3 separate regions of the Zea mays genome follow, and regions 2 and 3 are each linked to region 1. Evidence: chromatin contacts called from public Hi-C data. All regions are on one chromosome and are shown on one strand. Each heading gives the region's core, a stretch centred on a gene start, on an enhancer-like site or on the middle of the called end of the contact. The rest is flanking DNA. Distances are from core to core; before and after follow the strand shown.

Evidence for each region. A called contact is a pair of places that touch in the nucleus more often than the background predicts.
Region 2: a Hi-C map of leaf shows a contact between it and region 1, with 7 times the contacts expected there. The contact joins the promoter of LOC100284897 here to the promoter of LOC100272653 in region 1. A contact is called at or near these places in 3 of 25 Hi-C or Micro-C datasets (ear, leaf and tassel).
Region 3: a contact with region 1 is called in a Hi-C map of ear, with 4 times the contacts expected there. The contact joins the promoter of LOC100276757 here to the promoter of LOC100272653 in region 1. A contact is called at or near these places in 11 of 25 Hi-C or Micro-C datasets (bundle sheath, ear, endosperm and 5 more) and 2 of 3 datasets of contacts at active chromatin or transcription factors (leaf and seedling).

Annotation. Positions count from the first base shown.
Region 1 is chr3:18,191,795-18,194,434 of Zm-B73-REFERENCE-NAM-5.0, reverse strand. It overlaps LOC100272653, which reads right to left and starts at 1,287. Exons shown (of 7, transcript NM_001147111.1): 1 at 969-1,287; 2 at 658-839; 3 at 528-567. The coding sequence starts at 780.
Region 2 is chr3:17,947,358-17,949,997 of Zm-B73-REFERENCE-NAM-5.0, reverse strand. It overlaps LOC100284897 (membrane protein), which reads left to right and starts at 1,331. Exons shown (of 6, transcript NM_001157792.2): 1 at 1,331-1,909; 2 at 2,253-2,416; 3 at 2,586-2,640. The coding sequence starts at 1,506. LOC103649783 (protein IWS1 homolog 1) reads left to right here. Exons shown (of 11, transcript XM_008675497.4): 11 at 1-238.
Region 3 is chr3:18,039,909-18,042,548 of Zm-B73-REFERENCE-NAM-5.0, reverse strand. It overlaps LOC100276757, which reads right to left and starts at 1,286. Exons shown (of 4, transcript NM_001176649.2): 1 at 1,102-1,286; 2 at 605-949; 3 at 1-477. The coding sequence starts at 1,168. TRNAL-CAG (transfer RNA leucine (anticodon CAG)) reads right to left here and starts at 2,315; the gene lies at 2,235-2,315.

The DNA of each region.
Region 1 (2,640 bases), core at 38-2,537:
AAAGCATAAGTACTGACTTAAGGGTGTGTTTGTTTCTCTCCTAGATTATATAAGTTGAATTATGGTGGAAGGGTAAGAGGGTAAAATATCATTTTGGGACCATAAATAAGCTAGCATTGGATAGCTTATTTCAGCTTATTTGTGATCTCAAAGTGATATTTTACCCTCCTACCCTTCCACCATAATCCAACTTATATAATCTAGGTGGTAAACAAACAGTGCCTGAGTCGGTTACTCGGTTTGCTTTCAAATTGCATGATAATACATAGACATTATTATTTTTTGACAAACAACTAGCAGTTGTACATGTTTGGTGTGTCCCCACTCTCAAACGATGTACTGGCTAGAAAACAATTGATGAATTTGATTATAAAGTCACAGACTCTTTTGCCAGCCTACAGCGAAGAATTTGAGTTGTACATGTCACAAGACATGTTCTATCGCCATGTAGCAAGCACAAACCTTTTGTAATCCAACATTAATTAGGAAAATGGGTGAGCGAATCTAACCGAGAATCTTTAACCGACCTGAGCCGCTGTTGAAGTAGGCGACGAGAAGAATGACACCCTGCAAACATGAGCATATGCCCCATCACCATCAGGAAAATTCGAAGTAACAGCAGTAGCAGTCGGGTAACAAACAGAGAGCTAGAATTACCAGGACGACTAGGGCAATAGTAAGCACGGGAGGCGAGCGTGACTTGGGGTGGAACAGGCCTCCGACTGTCGGCAGACCCCCGTCCGCCACCCGCCGGCTCGGGTTCAACGACCGTCTGGACATCCTCCCCTCCCTCTCTCCCTAATCCGACCACCCAAGCTCTATCTCTCCCCCTCGATCACCTGGTCACGTGAACACAGCATCGCTCAGATTAGCCAAAACAAAATGGGAATTCTCCAACAATGCCGCGGCAAGGTATGCGTCGGCCGTAGATCGGAATCCCTTCTAGCGCGAGGCGGCGGCGGCGGTACCTCTGGCAATGGAGTCCGCGCGGCGGCGGGCGGATCCGAGGAGGAGGAACCCGGCGCTAGGGTTGCCGGTTGGGGATGGATCTGAGGCGCGGAGGTGGGGCGGAGTGGGGTGGGGGGGAGCGAGTGGCGATCCGGTGTGATAGGGACGGTACGGCACGGGCGCGGGCACGGAAAATGGGATTAACTTCGCTGAAGCTCACACAGGCGAATAAAGAGCGCCCTGCTGTATGCGACGGTGCCAGATCAGCACGCCATTAGCGACCGATACGAGGATTAGTGGAGCGCGGCCCGAATTCCGAGGGTTGGTGGCGGAGGAGATTTTGTTCGGGGATGTCGGTCGTGCACGCGTCGTGTCCTTAAGGAGACTTACAGGTGGGGCCTATCGTCTTTTCAATTTCGTTTTTGTGTTGGTTGGTTGCTGGCTGTGTCTGGGTGCCGGACTGCCGGTGGGCTGGCCCGGGTGGGTTTCGGCCCAACTCCATAGTGCTCGTCCATAACGTTGACTGCTCGTCACTGCTCTTTTCAATTTCGTTTTTGAGTATTTCTCAAGCGTCAGCAAAATATCAAAAAAAAATACAGCTACTAAAATTCGAATCATGAGCACTCGGCTCTAGCTCTTGTCAGTTTGTGTTGCATAAAGTAATTGTATGTTATATATAAAAACAGTAGTGATGTATGACCAACTAACTACTCCCTCTTTTTTTTTATACATGACGTTTCCTAGTTCAAAGATGAACTGTTGGGCGTCAAATATTTAGAAACGGAGGTAGTACTAAATATCAATGGATGAAGATGGCCAATGCACATGCAACCTATTAGTTATGGTATATACCTTGTCTACCCTTGTTGGTCGAAGAATGAATTGACTTTGTAGGTTTAGTCAAATTAAACCAGTACTTAGTTTATATAGAAAAGTATCAATGTTTATAATCCTAAACTATATTATATAAATTTGAAATCATAAATATCGACATCTTTTTACATAAATTTAGTTAAATTTACAATAGTTTGAATTAACTATGTTATAAGGCCCTTAAGAATGTTTTTTTTGGGACGGAGATGTTCTAGAATAAAATGTCTTGGTACCCTAAATTTACTTGAGGGCTTGATGCTACGGACGTTTGGACCTCGAACCACACATCAAACAATACAATACAATACAATTTAAGATTTCAATAACATAGATGTTTCAATAATAAAACTGATTGGATGCCATATATTCACCTCATTCCACCACGTGTGTTGAGGTAAATAGATGTAGAATTTAGTTTAATTTTTTATAGTAATTCACTTCAACACATGGACTCGGATAGATAAATAGACATTAAACAAGACCTAAACGGTCAATTCGGTGAGTGGGGTGCAAGGATGGGTCCAGCAGGCAGTGTGGTGTTGATCCAAGTAGCAAAAATGGGTCCAACATGTATATCATATTGATTGGTTCTAGATTTTGCTTCTCTAGCTTATATTACACACATAATCTATTTCAATTTATAAGATATTTTCACTTCTATAAATACATAATGCATGTGCACTTAAATATATATTAGGTCCACATAAATAGTGAAAATAATTTATATAGAAAAAAATTATGTTGAGTTTAGAATAGAGGGAGTAGTAGGAAAAAAAACTTTTAGTTCAACAGAAATGACATTGTTTGATTGGTTGTATG
Region 2 (2,640 bases), core at 82-2,581, 240 kb after region 1:
TTTATGAGTTACAATTAGCTAGGGTTGAAGTTCGATTGTTTGTACTTGAAAGAAAGTCATCACTTGTGAAAAATCGAAACATAGTGCGACAAATGATTGGTTGTGCTTACCAAACTGTAACTCAATTGTGATAAATTACAATTCTTCAGCAGTCCTCATCTTGCTGCTTTATTGTAAGATAGTGTGCTCAGGCTCAGGCTATCTGCAGTGACTCTTCTATGTCATTCTCTATTTTAAACAGTGTTGTCTATAGTGTAAAATATTATTTTATATGATCATATATATGATATATATATATATGATCTGTTGGACACAACCTTATTTCCTTTGTCTTAAAATGATTTTCATCATTATTTCGAAGAGTCAAATAATCTAAACTTTAACTAAATATAAAATTTAAAAATTATTAGTATCTATGACGTCATATAAGAATATATAATATCATATTTAGATGGATCCAATCATATATTTTATAATAAACCTATTTGGAGCATGTTGAATTGTTGATACTGCTATTTTTCTATAAATCCTGTCAAAGGTGATATTGGTTGGTTTCTACTCATTCTAGGACGTGTTGAGATTATGCTATTGCTGTCATAACATGTTTCATTATTTGTGGTAATGTGAGTTACTGAACACTTGATCCATTAGTAACTAGATGATGTTAGATAAAATAATGTTAAAGAATGTTCCGAAATCCAACCTAAAGGCTTAAACACATGCTGCCCATTGTTGAAAGGAAAATCAGTATGTCGTGTACTATCCCTGGGTGGACCATGGATTGCCAGGTCTTTTTCAGACTGTACCAGACGCGGACAGGCAAATCTATCCATAGCGATATTCTCTGTAACGTACGTAAAGGAAAGGCAGTTCACGGAACAAGTCATTAATTGACAGCGACATGGTGGTTTGCCCATCTTTATTTAGTGGTTTCCTATCAGCGAGTACGCAAAAGAAAGCGATGTCGAATTCCGGCTTAATTCAAATGGACTATGTGTGCATCTTTCAATTGAAAATTTAAATTCCAAAGTTTATGTGATACCTTTTCTTTTTCCCCCCTCTAGTCTACGTGTGCACTCGCACAAGAATGGAATAGAACCAGTATAAAATTTGTCTGCTTCAGAACGCCGGCATCTAGTAGTATTCACTTTCGTTAAATCCGTAAGAGTAACGAGTGAAATTCAATTTGTAACATGTCCTCTAAAACACCTCAATTTCAAGTTAGAGAACTCCTAAGAACATGATTAGTGTCCCAGCATTCCCCAAGACCCCAGTATATAGGGAAGCACTAAAATTAGGGGTCATTCTTCTTTCTCCGTCCTTTCCATCCCAGGTCGCCACCGCGTCTCCGCCCTTCCCTCCTCCCCACCATCTTCAGCACGAGGCAGCACGCGCGGACGTCCCTCCCGACACGGAGAACCCCGCTCCGCGCGCTCGCATTCGTCGCGCCGCCACCCAGGTCCCAGCCGGCCGCGCGCCCGCGCCCCCCCGCCGCCGGCCGTGCCATGCCGCGGCGGGGCGAGACGGCGGTGGTCCCCATTGACGTGGCGTCCGCCGGCGGCGGGCGAGGCGATGAGCGGCCCAAGAGAGAGCGCCACCGGAGTCACGGCCCCGGCCGCCACGGTCCGCACCGGAGTCGCCCGCCGCCCCCGCCCCCGCCGGCGTTCCGGCCGTTCCGGCGGTGGTTCCCGTTCCTTGTGCCGCTATTCATCGTCGCCAACATCGTCCTCTTCGTGCTCACCATGTACGTCAACGACTGCCCCGCGCACGCGCGGGCCACCGGCGCCGCGATAGGCGGATCGGTCGGCGAGAGCGCCACCGCGCAGGGCTGCTGGCTCGCGCCCGAGCTCGGGAGGTTCGCGTTCCAGTCGTTCAAGGAGAACCCGCTCATCGGCCCTTCCTCCGCCACGTACGCCACACTATTCAAATCTGTCCAAAATTTGGATCTTTCTGCAGTTTGCTCGGCTTACATTATTGATTTAGATGTATGCATTGTGGAGCATGTTAGAAACTCTGCAGAATTTTGTGAAATGTGCTGTCTTTGAGATCCTCGATTGGTAGTACATCGGTCAGCTATATTATATAATCTTGATAAACCTTATTGTTTGATAATGTATTAAGTACGTATCACTTTTCACCATCGATAATTTTTTGTTGGTAATTATGCCCTCGGGTGGCAGTACTTCAATTTGGGGCTTATTTTGTATAATCTTGATACCTTGAAGGTTCATCTAACATGTTTTGATTCCCAGGCTGTTGGAAATGGGGGCACTGGAAACCAGTAAAGTTACCAAAGATCACGAAGGGTGGCGCCTCATTACATGCATTTGGTTGCATGCTGGAGTCGTCCACATACTCGCCAACATGTTGAGCCTCTTAATGATCGGAATCAGGCTCGAGAAGGAATTTGGTTTCAGTAAGTGACCCTGTCTAGTTCGATTAAAGAAAGTTTCAGTAATTGTCTTCTTTTTTTAGGAAAACAGATTCTCTGTGCACAATGCATCTTTATTATCTAGATTGTAACCTGTTATTTCAAGGCCTGTGATCATATAACTTGACCATTGATTGACGATTGTCTGTTGCAGTAAGGATTGGTACACTGTATGTGATCTCTGGTGTTGGTGGCAGCTTGCTGTCTTC
Region 3 (2,640 bases), core at 37-2,536, 150 kb after region 1:
CAGGCTCCAGCTTCATCACCAGGTACCTGCCGAGCGACACGAGCCTCTCTACCACGTGCCGCCGTCCGTCAACGAGCGCCACCGCCTCCTGGATCCTGGCGACCATCTCGAGCACCGTCTGGCGGACCGCAGCGAACGCGTCGCGGAGCGCCTGGGACGCCGCTGCTCCGGGCAGCTCCCTCCTGCAGTCTTTCTTCCAGCCGCTCCTCTCGCCGCCCGGGCCCGGCTGCTCGCGCTCCACGGCCGGCGGCGCGAACGTCACGGTCTTGGTCTTGGGCTTGGTCGTGTTGACGCGGAGCTTCTTGGACTCCATCAGCATCTCGTTGGCCTCCTTCATCTCCGACTCGAACCTGCTGCTGACCTTGAAGTACGGCTGCGGCTGCTGCTGCTGCCTGTGCGCGGTGGGGCTCGGGACCGGCGAGTTCTGCCTCGGTGACGCTTCCAGGAACACCTCGGACGCCCGCTCTGGATCGCTCGCTGTACGTGGTGCACGCGATATATAACCATGACTTTTGATTTCGATTATTGACAGGTGATTTTTTGACGTGAATTAATGGTGAACGGAACGCCATGCGTGCGAGAAGCCCGTGGCCGGCTGACGTACAGGAACAGGAAGGCGCGTGTTGCTGCGGTTTCCTGGGGGTGCCAGTGCCAGTGCCACGGTGCTCGGCGGCGTGTCGCTCCTCCCTGCTGGGCATGCTGTCTTGTGCCGCGCTGGGTCCAGGCCCGGCCCTGGGGGTCCACATCATCTCCTCCGGTGGCGCGGGTTTCTTCTTGTGATGCAGCATGTGCATCCATTTCTTGGCCTTGCTCTTCACCTTGCCCAGAACCGCCTTCTTCTGGCTCCCGCCTGGGGTCCTGGGCGACTCCGTCGGGCTCGCCGGCGGCGCCCGCGGCGAGGGCCAGTAGCGCTGTTGCTCCTCCCATTCGTGACATGGATGTTGTTGGCCTGCGAAGGCAGCAAAAACCAATGTCAAAACGTCGTACGAGTGGGGGACAAAGGAAGAAGAATCAAGAACGGACTTCCTAAAAAAATATTCAAGAACGACGAACTGAACTGAATTGAATTGAAACCGTGTTTGAAAAAGATGGGTCTCTTGCCATTTTGGACGAGGTGGTCTCCTGGTTTGGTGCTGATCCCACGCTTTAGCTTCATGATCTCGCTCATGGTTACGCAGGAAACACACCCGATCCAAATCCAAATCCAAATCCAAATCCTAATCCTAAAGCTTGGGAGGAGCTATGCAGAGCTGTGCCGGCAAGGCAAGAAATGGATTTGCACGGCCTATCCTAAAGTTGGCAAACTTGAGGGGCAGATTTTCCGATTTATAGCCGTCCCCCCCGCTATTCTTGGAGATTGTTTGGTGGTCGGGAGGGAGGCGAGCCTTTTGTGCCGCATCCTTGGAGCCCTCCAATGTAGGGACGGACGAGATCTAAGAAACGAGATTCATATCTTTGTCATGGTTGCGCGGCCCATGCTTCCCGCGTTTCTACAGCACCAGAGCTGCAGCTGCCCAGGGGCTAATCATCGTTTCTTTTAACAACAAAATGTCATTGCCCACCATCAATTTTCCCTATACATGAGTAATCACGGCTGACTTTGTGCTCTTTTGGTATATAGATAGTACTACAAGTTTGTTCAAAAAACAAAAATAGGTTTTGGATCCCTGAAAACAAAAAACGGGAAAAGAAATTTCCCGTATTTAATTATTTTTCGTTAGAGTTATAGGCTCTGACTGAGTAGACTTGGAACCCTGAAAAAAACAAAATCTAAAAAAGGGATACCCCTATATAAGTAAACATGGTTACTTTGTTCTTTTGGGATCCTAAACGACAGAAGTTCTATTACAAAAAAAAACGAAATAGACTTGAACCCAGACTATTTAAAAGGGTAAAAAAATAAGATAAGGTTAACTGGAAGATAGAAAAGGCAAAAGATAAAAATACAATAAGTTTTTATACAAATTACCAAGACTTGTTACAAAAGAGTAAAAAAATAATGTCAAGAATGGGATATATAAGTAAACATGGTTACTTTGTTCTTTTGGGATCCTAAACGACAGAAGTTCTATTACAAAAAAAAACGAAATAGACTTGAACCCAGACTATTTAAAAGGGTAAAAAATAAGATAAGGTTAACCGGAAGATAGAAAAGGCAAAAGATAAAAATACAATAAGTTTTTATACAAATTACCAAGACTTGTTACAAAAGAGTAAAAATAAAAAAAATATAATGTCAAGAATGGGATTTGAACCCATGCCCTTTCGGACCAGTACCTGAAACTGGCGCCTTAGACCAACTCGGCCATCTTGACTTTTGTGATGAAAGCATCAACGTACACATATTGGTATCTTACATGTTTCTCCAAAAACAAGAAAAAGTTTATAACTTTTATCCAAATCCACGTATCTAAGCCAGGTATTTTATGTAGGTCGCCTACCAGACATCTCGCCCTACTGCTACAGACGATGAGGCACAATTGCATACAGTCCGGAAGAAAGTCGTGGAAAACTTCACCTCTTAGAGAGCATTCAGCTAACCTGCTCTTATCTAAGTTGTGCCCCCAAGGAGACTATAGAAAAGGCATACATATTATAGATTTCTGGAATTCCTTCGTCATTTGAACCCTCCAATTCCGA